Regions from separate parts of the Canis lupus genome. Here region 2 is linked to region 1. The links are chromatin contacts, called in public Hi-C maps. All regions are on one chromosome and are shown on one strand. Each heading gives the region's core, a stretch centred on a gene start, on an enhancer-like site or on the middle of the called end of the contact. The rest is flanking DNA. Distances are from core to core; before and after follow the strand shown.

The links. A called contact is a pair of places that touch in the nucleus more often than the background predicts.
Region 2: a Hi-C map of blood shows a contact between it and region 1, with 6 times the contacts expected there. The contact joins the promoter of GRPEL1 here to the promoter of TBC1D14 in region 1. A contact is called at or near these places in 3 of 9 Hi-C or Micro-C datasets (amygdala and blood).

The regions. Positions count from the first base shown.
Region 1 is chr3:59,515,331-59,521,007 of UU_Cfam_GSD_1.0, reverse strand. TBC1D14 (TBC1 domain family member 14) reads right to left here and starts at 3,251. Exons shown (of 14, transcript XM_038533087.1): 1 at 3,135-3,251.
Region 2 is chr3:59,653,277-59,658,953 of UU_Cfam_GSD_1.0, reverse strand. GRPEL1 (grpE protein homolog 1, mitochondrial) reads left to right here and starts at 2,265. Exons shown (of 4, transcript XM_038533095.1): 1 at 2,265-2,422; 2 at 4,281-4,440; 3 at 5,612-5,677. The coding sequence starts at 2,319.

The DNA.
Region 1 (5,677 bases), core at 2,002-4,501:
ACAAAGCCAGACTCAGCCACTTCGTGTCTGCCAGCCTCACTGTATGGTTTCTTCCTGTCACTAACATCTCTCCTCACACAGGCTCTGTGGCACTAAGCTCGGGGCCTCAATTTCCCATCTGTAAAATGAGGTGATTAGCCCAGCTGATCTACCTGAGGTTCTGGCAGCTTGGCAGTCTAGAAATTCTTAGCAATTCAGGTCCTAGAGATTTCATAACCACCCTAAAACAAACATTAACAGACACTCCATTTGCCTAAAATCTTCTTTTACATATTATGTATAAATGCCTATTTTTTTTAATGCCTATTTTGATGGCAAATCTTCTGCAAGGTCCCAAGCGCCATGAGCACCCACAATATACTGGGCAGGCATCTCCTGTGTTAAGGCTGAGGACATGATGGTCAGAAGCTTTGACCGACAGGGCAGACAGATTCCAAAACCAGCCACTCTGATAGGCAGGTCCTCTCTGTCAGAGAGGACTTCAGCAGAGCACTGGTGAGAGGATGTGTAGGCATGAAAGAACTTCGCCCACTGGACAGAGGGGAGTAGGGCAGCTGGTGGGAGGGATTGATGGAGGGATGGAGAGGAATGGCTGGATCCAGAGGCCAGGCAAGGCAGTGCCAATGCTGGTGTGAGAGGATGGGCTGGGGGCGCATTATGGAAACTGTTTCACAAGCAGGAAGCCAGCCCAGCTCAGCATGAAGCAAAGCGCTGGGCAGGAACCTGCTGGGACCACGGAGGGCAGTAAGGTGAGCTGAACCTCACCCAGTGACCTGGTGCAGTCTGAATCTCACCCATGCCTCTCGCCAGTCGGGTAACCCTGGACCAGTCACTTTACCTCCTTCAGTGTTTCCCAATGTTTCATTCACTCAGTAACGCTAATGAGACAAGTTCTCATTAGGGCTAGGCATCAGGTGGAGCCCACAGTCTACAGGGATCAAATATATACAACAAAGACAGCCTGGGGGGGCGGGCGGGTGAGGGGCAAACCAGGCACAGCAGGGGGTTAAGAAGTGGGAAGAAGTCATACCCAAACCTGAGGCAGGGGCTGGTACTGGCCACATAAACTGGGCAAGAGGCAGTGTTCCAGGACTGCTGTAGGACTAGCCAAGTCCAGGCAAAGCACCTAGTGGTGTGCAGATGCAACCCACCTGTAGAGGGAGGGGATCTGGGTGGCTCAGCTGTTTGAGCACCTGACTCTTAGTTTTGGCTCAGGTCAGAATCTCCCGGTCCTTATATTAAGCCCCATGAGGCTCCACGCTCAGTAGGGAATCTGCTTGAGATTCTCTTTCCCTCCACCCCTTCCCCTGCTCATGTTCTGGTGCTCTCTCTCCCTCTCAAATAAATAAATTTTTTAAAAAAATAAAAAATAAAGGAAGTCAAGACAACAGCAAGGTGCTAATATCCTTCTTGCTAACAGGGTCCTAAAGATGCAACCCTCCTCAACTAGCCTCAGTACATAAAATACATCATGCCCAGGAGCCTCCTGCCATAGAACTTTCCAAAGCAAAGCTTTCAATTCCATTACCGAGAAATGGTGCTGTACAATTTCAAGGCAAAAAAAGTGGGGTATTTTTGGCCGGGTAGGACTCCAGCCCCTAAATGCCCACTGCCCCAGCGGGGTCCGGAGCCCGCGGGGCCAGGCCTCCTGCTTCCTGAGGCTTCCACATCATGGCCTCACCCCCGCAGCTTCCTCCTGGCAGCTCGGGGCCCAGGGAGGGCGGCCTGTGGCGCACCCCCGACACACCAGCTCCCGACACACCCGCTCAGCGCCCCGTTCCCCGCCCTGCGGGAAGGATCCCCAGGCCCCGTCTCTCCAGCCTCTCCTGCACAGAGAGGATCTGCGGCCCGGGCGAGGGGGTCTCTGAGGCCAGCGGAGTCCCTGGCCCCGGGACAGGGAGTCTGAGAACCTGGGGGTTCTGTGGTCTGGCAGCGGTTCCAAGAACCGAGGTCGGGCGCTCCGAGGGGGAGGGGAGTCGAGGGCCCCAGACGCCGGCTGCCCCCAAGCGCAGGGGTCCCTGGTCTGGAGGGTTCCCGAGGTGGGAGGGGCCGGGGGTCGGGGCCCCCCGGGATGCTGGGCAGGATCGCGGGGTGGAGAGGATCCCGGGGGTAGGGGTCCCAAAGTGGAGGGGTCTCCCGGGAGGGGGGGCTCTAGGCCCCCAAGGATGGGGTCAGAGACCTCGAGGGTAGAGGGGCCGGCGGGGCGGCGGCGCGCGCCGGGCCAGCCCCTCTCCCGCCGGGAGCCCGGTGCATCGCAGCACAAAACTTTCCGTCAAGTTCCGGAAAAGGAGCGTGTCAGCGCGCGCGCCTCTCCGAGGGCCGGCAAGCCACGCGCCCCCGGGCCCCGCGAGGTCACCGGGCCCCACGCGCTCCCCCGGTGCGGGGCGGGGAAGCGGCGGTCGCGCGGCGAAGGGTCGCCCAGCCGGGCCCCGAGCCCGCGCGCCCCGGCCCGGCCCGGCCCGGCCCGCCTCCCGCTCCCACTCCCGCCGACGCAGCAGCAGGTGGCACCGGCCCCCCTGCTTCCCTCCCTCCCGGCCCCCGCCAGACGCCCCCAGTACCGGAGTCAGCGCGGCTCCGACGCCATCCCCGGGGCCGGCGGGCGCGCAGCCCAGACCCCGGGACCCGCAACTTGCGCGACGAGGACGCGGGGCGCGCCGCAGGCGGTGGGCCGGGCGGGCAGGTGCGCGCGAGCCGCCCGCGGCCAACAGCGGCGCGCGCCCTCGCCCCGCCCCGCGCCCTCGCCCCGCCCCGCGCCCTCGCCCCGCCCCGCGCCCTCGCCCCGCTCCGCGCCCCGCGCCCCGCCCCTCGCCCCTCGCCCTCGGCTCGCCCCGCCCCCTGCCGGCGGCCGCCGCTCTTCCGCCCGGCCGCCGCCCCGCCCCCGCCCCGCCCCCTGCCGGCGGCCGCCGCTCTTCCGCCCGGCCGCCGCCCCCCGCCGCGCCGCCGCCACCGCTGCTCGCGCTCGACGTTCTCCCTGCTGCCTGCCACTCCTCAGCCGCTCGCCCGCCGCCCGCGGGTTCCGGAGCGCCGTCACCGCCCCTCTCCTCTCCCGAGGGCCCAGTGGAGCCGCGAGGGGAGGCCGGAGGGCAACTCCGGGTCCGCCCGGCCCCGGGGACACCTGCCAGGGGCCTCCGTACCTGGTCGGCTCCACCCGCGGCCATCTTGGAAGTGGGAAGCGGCCGGGAGGGGGAAGGGGCGCGAGCGGGCAGGGACCAGGCCTGGGGAGCCGAGCGGCGGAGCGCATCGATGGGCGCCCCTGGCCCCGGGCAGCTGTGCGGAGCGGCCGGCCGGCCCGGGACGTGCGGCCCGGGGGACGTGGCTTCGGCGGCCGCCCGGCCCGGCCTTAGTCTCTCGGCCTGTGAAGCGGGCCTTTCCGCCGGTTCTCCCGGGAGCAGCTGTTGTATGGTGCCTCGCGCCGGAGTTCCCACACCTGGCTGCACTTTGGTGCTGCCGAAGGATTTGGGGAATCCGACTCCGGTGCGCGTTAAATCACGGCTTCCGGAGACAGTGGGGTGCAGTGTGGGGACCCCTGGCCTCACGCTTCTGTGCGCTCTCTGGGGTCAGTAGTGCAGAAGCAGAGGCCGGGTCTGTGATAAAGCCGTGCAGCGTGGGCGATGAGGTCACGCCCCGGGCCCCAGGGCGGGACCGGAGCCGAGGGTCGGAAGCCAGCCGCCCTCCCCGACCGCCTCCCAGCGCCGCGCGGAGCCCCCGAGGGTCTAGGCTGCCGGCGCCAGGGCGGGTTTATCGTCTGGGCCTGGCACCTGGTCGGCACTTATTGTTGCGTTCTCTTCCGGGGCCGGCAAGAGCAGAGGACAAGCCTCAGTGGCTGGCACCCCGGAGCCTGAGGGCTGTCACTGGCAGAGAGCTGGATCAGCTGGATCGGAAGGAGGATTTGAACTGGGAGAGCGGTCAGGGGCCGGAGGATGGCCTCTCCTTTGCAGAAGGCATCTAGAAGCATGTGCTGGAAGATGCATTTGTTCCAGCCATGGCCATAAACCTTGTTTCTCCTGCCTGCGAGCTAGTCCTAGGGGTAAAAACTCTTAGAGCCTACTATTGGTTATGATGGCAGGAGGGGTGAGAAATTGTTAAGTGGCAGTCTCTTAAGAGAATATATTAACACCCTTTACGGTGCCTGGTGCGTAACAGAAGCTTTACAAATGCTGACTTTCCTGGGTGGTTTTCAGGAAAAATGTTGGGTCTCCTTCAAACCCCAACACCATTTCCATTTATTTTTAGAAAACACTAACAAGAAAGTACAGACTTGCTTCAGGCCTGACTTAATTAGCAGTGTAATAAATAGGATTAATAACTCTGCGTTTACAGTGTTCCTTGCACCTCCCCCAAATCCCTTCTTGCCCTCATTCTGAGTCCTAGGGTTTTAAAGCCCCACAATGACTGGGAACCATTGTTCTGAATCCAGAACCAAAAAAAAAAAAAATTATGGCCCACAGATTTACATTTGGCGCCCTCTGTCTGCCTCTTCCTCACCCTCTCCCCATCCTGCCGCCCGCGCCCTGCTCCCTGCCCCAGCACAGAGTCCCTCCCTGGGGTCCATCAGACACTTACACCCTCAGTGTGCCAAACAATTAAAAATACAAGGAACAAGATAAGCTGTGTGGGCATCCACACTTGTGTCACCTGTGAGACCCTCGGCGCCTCCCAGCACCCATCTGTGACACAGAGACAACTGTGGCAGGGTGGTCAGTGCCGTGTCCCCCTCTGCTGCCTCACTGCTGACTGCCTTCGCAAAGTCGTGCAGACTGAACCCCGAGATCCACAGGATTCTCAGCAGCATTGCTCCTTTGAGGGCTGCCAAGCTGTTGCTTGATGTAGACAAGCACCGGCTGTCAGGGTCCTCTGCTCAGTGCCAGGCCCAGCACTGACTGACCGGTCCTTGGCTGTGTCCAGAAGCCTTTCACCATCTACAAGGCTTACGGCACCTTCGCCACCCAAGATGTGTGAGGATTAGAGACAAAGTAAGTGGCAGTGACAGGTAAATGTAAAAAATTGCCTGGCTTTGTAAGTTTGTGGCACGTTTGGGGAGCTCTTGGCACCTCCCCTGTCATACAATGTGCACAAAGTGTGTTGTCAACCGGCCAAGGTGAGGGGGCACATGAGCCTCCCAGACAGCCCACGGAGGGACTCACATCTGACCTCTGAGCCTCCCTGGGCTCAAAAGCAGGAGCAGGTGCCTGATATCCATGGAAACCACCCTCTGCTGGGCCCTGGCCACACAGGAGTGATTGACAGCCCAGAGTTCCTGCCCTCACAGGTCCCCAGTCCCGAGGGGCAGATGGACATGTCACTTCACAAATTCAGCCACATCTTGCAAGGAAAACAATGAACTGACCAGATGCAGACCCCAGAAGGGTCACAAGCACAGTGTCAGGACCCCTACAGGTCCCCAAGCCCATCCTTCAGAGGCGAAAATTGGGGCCCAAAGTGTAGGTGGGGTAGGAGGTGGGCACAGGATGAGGTCGGAGGCCTCTTGTCCTGTAAAACCCCTTTGCATCTCTTTCAGGAGATACAGGGATCAAGTCTCCCAAACACACGTTTTGCTCCTGACTTCCCCAGCCCCCTGAATGTGAGCTCCATAAATATTTGTTGAATGGATGCATAAATGCTGCTCACAGCTGCACCTGTACCTGTAGCCATCCCAGGTGCCCTGTGCTGTCCTGGC
Region 2 (5,677 bases), core at 1,016-3,515, 140 kb before region 1:
GGGCTTTGTCCCCTCATCACCATATTGTGTGCTGATCTGAAAGGACCTCTGCCCAGAGCCTGGCACCCACCAGCTCTCGTCTATTGTGAGGATCACACTCACAGCCACATGCTGTTGAGCCATCTGTCTGCACAACTCTCACCTGAGGACGCCTTCTTAAATGTCACCCCCTCCTTGTTGGGGGCACCATACACCATTTAGCTTGTTTTTCCCACATCCCCGCCCGGACCACCTGTGCCCTTTGCTGAAAGTGTGTTCTGTGGGCTGATCCAGGATTCTTCCCAGAGAAGCGGCCTCCTCGCCATGTGGAGAGGACCTGCACTGAGTTGATGAAGGCCTCAGGGAACTACCTGAGCTGGGTCCCTAGAGCAGTAGCAAAAGGCCATCTTTGTATGTAATACCCCAGCTCCCTCTTGGAGCAGTTCCAAACATGGCCACCAGGTGGCAGCACAGGCAGCCCCTGTGGAGGGAGATTCCGAGGGGCAGGACCCAGACTCCGGGCTTGGCTTCCCGGCAGGCCTGCACCAACTGTCCCCAGGGTGGCATCACACTGCCACGACCCGTGCTTGTCTCTGTCTCGGGACCAAGTGGCTATAACTCTCTGTTGATTGCCCTCATGCTGCACTGTAAGCTATTTGGGATGCCCATCTGATTCCCTCTGAGCCCAAAGAAGTTAGGAAATGAGTATTTGTCTCTTTTAAACTTCACAACATAGGACGCCTGGGTGGCTCAGTGATCGAGCGTCCGCCTTCAGCTCAGGGCGTGATCCCGGGGTCCTGGGGCCCGAGTCCTGCACTGGGCTCCCAAGAGGGAGCCTGCTTCTCCCGCGGCCGGTCTCTGCCTCTCTTTCTCTGTGTCTCTCATGAATACGCAAAATCTTCTAAAAAATTAAACTTCACAATAAATATGATCACCGTTCTACAGGTGAGCGGATCCAGGACTGAGGCCAAGGGCAATTAAGTGGCTTGCCCAATGTCACAGCCAGTGAGAAATATGACATCATTGTTACATTTTATTAGAGGAAATTTCCAATATACGAAAGAAGAGTTATGACTCAGATGGTATTCACCATCCAGCCTCAACTATCAACATTTTGCCGCTGAGTTTCTCCTACCCTGTTTTTGTTTTTACGAGAGTATTTATCAAGCCAATCCTAAACACGGTGGCAATATAGTACAAATACTCCTGTTTGCATCTCTAAACCACCGGGCCACCTCTCTCCTTAACGTGACTCCTTACTAATACTGTCCGTGTTCGCATCTCACTTTGTCACAAATATCTTTTGTACCGTTGGTTTGCTCTATCATGATCCAAATAAGGTCCAGACACCCATTTAATCAGGTCTTCAAGCGTCTATTGTCCACCGGCTCACTTCCTTCCTTCTCCTCCAGCCCCTTAATCAATCCACAAGCCGGGTCATCGTTCCACACAGCAGCCCACCTCCTGGATCTGGCTGCTCGCCTGTCCCTGCAGCGGGCACAGACTCGGCACAGAGTAGTGTTGGCTCGACATTTTCAAGGATTTTAATGAGAGCCGGGCAAAGAGCAGAGGCTTGGTCCTCGGGAATGTGATCCTCCGCCTGGGCGGGACCACGGGCTCCAGCTTTCCACCCTGCGGGAGTGGGGGAGGCCACGGCTCCGTCCCTCCGTCCCTCCGTCCCTCCGTCCCTCCGTCCGACCCTCCGACCCTCCGACCCGGGGTGCGCGGCAGGGGCTCCCGCCGTCCCTCCCGCCGGCGGACGGGACTTCGGGCCGGCAGCGCTGGAGCAGGAGCCAAGTCGGAGCGCCCGGGACCCCTCGGCGGGGCAGCAGCCCAGGGGCGGCTCCTGTGGAGATGGCGTCGCCAGATGAATGAAAACGTCAGGACCCAGGGCACCCCGCTGCGCCCCCGCGCCCCCGCCGCCCCCCCCGCCCCGGCCCGCTCCCGCAGCGCAGGCGGCGGAAATGCCGAGGAGTCGCGCAAACCGAGTCTCGCGCGCCCAGCGCCGCACTTCCGGCGCCCCGCCCCCCCACGCTTCTCCCCCATTGGTCGCACCCTGACCGCGCCCCGCCCGCGAGCGTCCCCTCCCACAGTTCCCTTGACCTTTCACCTCCTCACCTTCTGGGGCTCCGGAAGCCCCAGGCCCCGCCCACCAGGGCGGCGAGGGGGCGGGGCGAGGGAGAGCTGTGCAGTGACCCACAATTATTGGGTAGCACCGTCTGTCCATCAAAGGGGAAGCGGCTCCGGAATGGCTGGAGACACGCGGTTGGGCGGGGAAGGAGACACGGGTCTGCGCGAGTGGCCAGGCCCTCGAGGGGGCGAGCCAGAGGCCTCCGCGCATGCCCGGTGCGTGCGCAGTGCCGACGGCGGCGACGACAGTCATGGCGGCTCGGTGCGTGAGGCTGGCGCGGCACGGCGTCCCGGCTTTGGCGCTGTGTCTCAGGTGAGGGGCGCCCGGCTGCCTGTGACCCAGGAGAGGCGCGGTCCCCAGGGCGGCTCCTCCTCGGGCGGGGCCCTGCGCCGCGTGGGCCCGGGAGCGGGCGTCGTCGGCACGAGCGAGCCGCCCCCCCCCCGGCGCCTGCCCCTCGGCCGGGGCCTCCGGCGCCCACCCGCCCGCGTGGCGGCCCCTCGCACCCCGCTCGACCCTCCAAGGCCAGGTCGCGCGCGGGGGCCGCGGGGGGCGCTCGGGCTCGTTCCCCTGCGCCGCGGAGGCTCGGCGGCCGGTGCCCTCCTGCCTGCCCCGTGAGGTGTGCGGCGGGGCTTCGGCACCCTGGGCCGGGGGAGCGCACCCGCGTGGGCGGGACACCCGGCGGGGGGTGAGACGCGGTAACCCGGAGGGCCGTGACCGCCCGGGTGCCTGGGGGAGAGGCTTTTATTTTTGGCCACGTAACTCGTGGTTTTGTTATCTGAGCTAATCGCCAGGAAAGCGTCGCCGAGGTAGGGTTAGTTTCTGGCCTTGACAGCGAGTACTGTGGCAAGGGGCTCACGTCGGGGAGTGAGCTCCCAGGAGGGGCTGGCGGGCTCTCTGACTCAGTCTCCCTGTCCGAGCCCGCCCTGCTGCGTCCCTACCCCACTGCTCCCGGCGCCTCCGCGGGCGGGATGGCTGTGCCGGCTGTGACGCCACACCCCGCATCGCACCACGGTCAAGTTATTAGCTTTTTTAAATCACAGAATATGGTAGAGAGGTTCCTGCGTTCCAGCCCGGTAGTGACCGACTGGTGGATCCTTGGGTTCTTCTCCAGGCCCAAGACACGGGTCTGCATACACAGGACTTCTGGTTCGCCCTTTCAGAAGTGGCTTCGTGTTTTGTCCCTTTTCCTGAATCGCATTGTTGACTGCACAGCACACCTGGAGCGAATCACAGAGACGATAGCTTGACGCCCACTTTGGCAGCCGCACTGCATTCCAGACTGTGGAAGCACAGTGCAGTCCGGTGCCCCCAGCTTGTTGCTGCCCAGTGCTGCCAGAAATGTCTTTGTACACGTTTTCTGTACTGATAGCTCTCCTAGTCTTTGAGGCAGTTTCCTTTAATCTGGGAAGAAAATCGACTGTAGTTTGTTTTCAGATTGAAATGTGCAATTGAGAAGAACTTTTAGAAGAAATCTGAGTTTTAAAACCATTCTGTCATACATTAATAACTTTGTGACCTTGGACTTAACCACGTAACCTTTTTCATGTGGGGATCAGATTGGATAACATCTTGAGTCACTTCCAGTATTAGGTTTAGTGCTCTTTGTTTCCCTCTGTACATCCCCCAGCTTTCCAGCCTCCAAAGCTGACTCCTTATACACATCTTTCAGAGGACCTCTGTACAAAGCCTTTCGTGCTACTCTGAGCCTCCCAAAGCATGGTTCCTCTTTTATCACTTTAAAACCCAAAATTATAGTACTTTGTAGATGTCTTTTTTGACAGTAAGTACCCTAGGGGCGAGATCTCTGCCCAGCCCATCTTTGTCATCAACATCAGCACTGGGCCTCATCTCTAATAGTAGCTACTCCATCAATATGTGATGGTTCTGCATGACCATCTCTCAGGAGGAGGTATGTGGAATGGAAAGAAGAGGTTAGTACTATGGCCTTGGTACACTGACATACTAGTTTAGACACATTACAGAAGATTTTATGTAAGTTAGCTGCTTGTGTACATAATGTACCATTTACTTTTATTAGATCTAAGATAAATTCTCCCCCGTAGGTCAGTAGCATGTAGTTTTAAATTATCTCAAATTCCTGAAATTAAACATCTGACTTTTTAGCAAAAAACCCATAGTCTTGATTCATAGTGTTGTGGACTTGGTTTAGGCCATCTCCTCGGCTGTTGTGCACAGCTACAAAACAGAAGAATGGCCGGAACTTGGAAGAGGATGTGGGTCAAAATGAACAGAAGACAGATACTCCCTCTACAGAGAAGACACTCATGGACGAGAAGGTCAAGCTAGAAGAGCAGCTGAAGGAGACCGTGGTAAGGTCACGCAGGTTCTTGTGGGGAAGTGTGATCTTTTGAACTCCAGGGGAGGTTCTTCAGACGACCTCTGGCCAGATGAGTTTGGTCATTTTTCTAAGAACTATGTGGCTTTGGTTCTGTCATGAGAGTCTTCACGTGCTGCCTAGATAATATTGAATTGAGACTTGAGACAGTCTTTACAAGTGAAGAGCACTGCAGCACTTAAGCTGGGTCTTAGGGGAAGATGGATTGGGGCCAGAGGTGTGGTTATGTGGTGCCCTCATGAGGGGAGGAGATTTGTGAACTAGTTAGAAGGATGCGTTATTACTTTACGTGAAAAGGCATAGGTGGCACAAATCAAGTTAAATATTTGAAAGTGATCATATCAAACACTATGCTGGCCCTATTCTAACCACCTTATTGATATTAATCCTCACTGTGAGTCAACTGTTAGAGCCCTGGTTATAGACAAGGAAACTGAGGCACAGAAAGGTTAGGTAACATTCCCCAGGTTGTTTAGCTACCGAGTGGCAGAACCCAGGTTTGAGCCTCAGGACCGTTGTTCTTCACCACTGCACTAGAATCACCTGCAGATGGAGGACGGGTGAAGGGCAGAGACGTGGAGCAGTGGGTCTGCATTCTGATAGAAGTGCTCAGGAGGTGAGCAGCATGACAGGAAAACTGGTGAGAAGTGGAGACGGTGCCAGCATTGGGTGATTGTTACCCACTCAGTGTTGGGACGCAGCCTTTGGGCAACAGTCAGAATACCAGCGGCTCACAGATGGGGTTTTATGTCTTCTGTGGGCTGGTGGTTCTCCTGAACCTCTCCTGGAGGCGTGGGATCTGGGTGCAGCCACCCCGACCAGCATTCTCGGATTCCCTGAACTTGAAAATTCTGTGGGAGTAAGTGGTCCATCCACGGGCCAGTGAGACTGTCAGAACCATGATATCCCTACCCAGCTGGTCACTGCAGGCTACACAAGGAAGTGACCCCTCAACCCCTACTCCCCCCTCATTGGAAATAGCGACACAGCAAAACTGCTTGCTTCTCAGTAAGCTGTGCTGCCTGAAGACTAAGATGTCATATATCATAACGGATGTTACTTGGACTTGGAATTTGTTCCTCTCACATTTGCTTTCTTTGTGCCATGCTTTATTCATGTAAATTTCTTCTTTGCCCCTTTTTTAGGAGAAATACAAGCGAGCTTTGGCAGACACTGAAAACCTGAGGCAGAGGAGCCAAAAATTAGTGGAG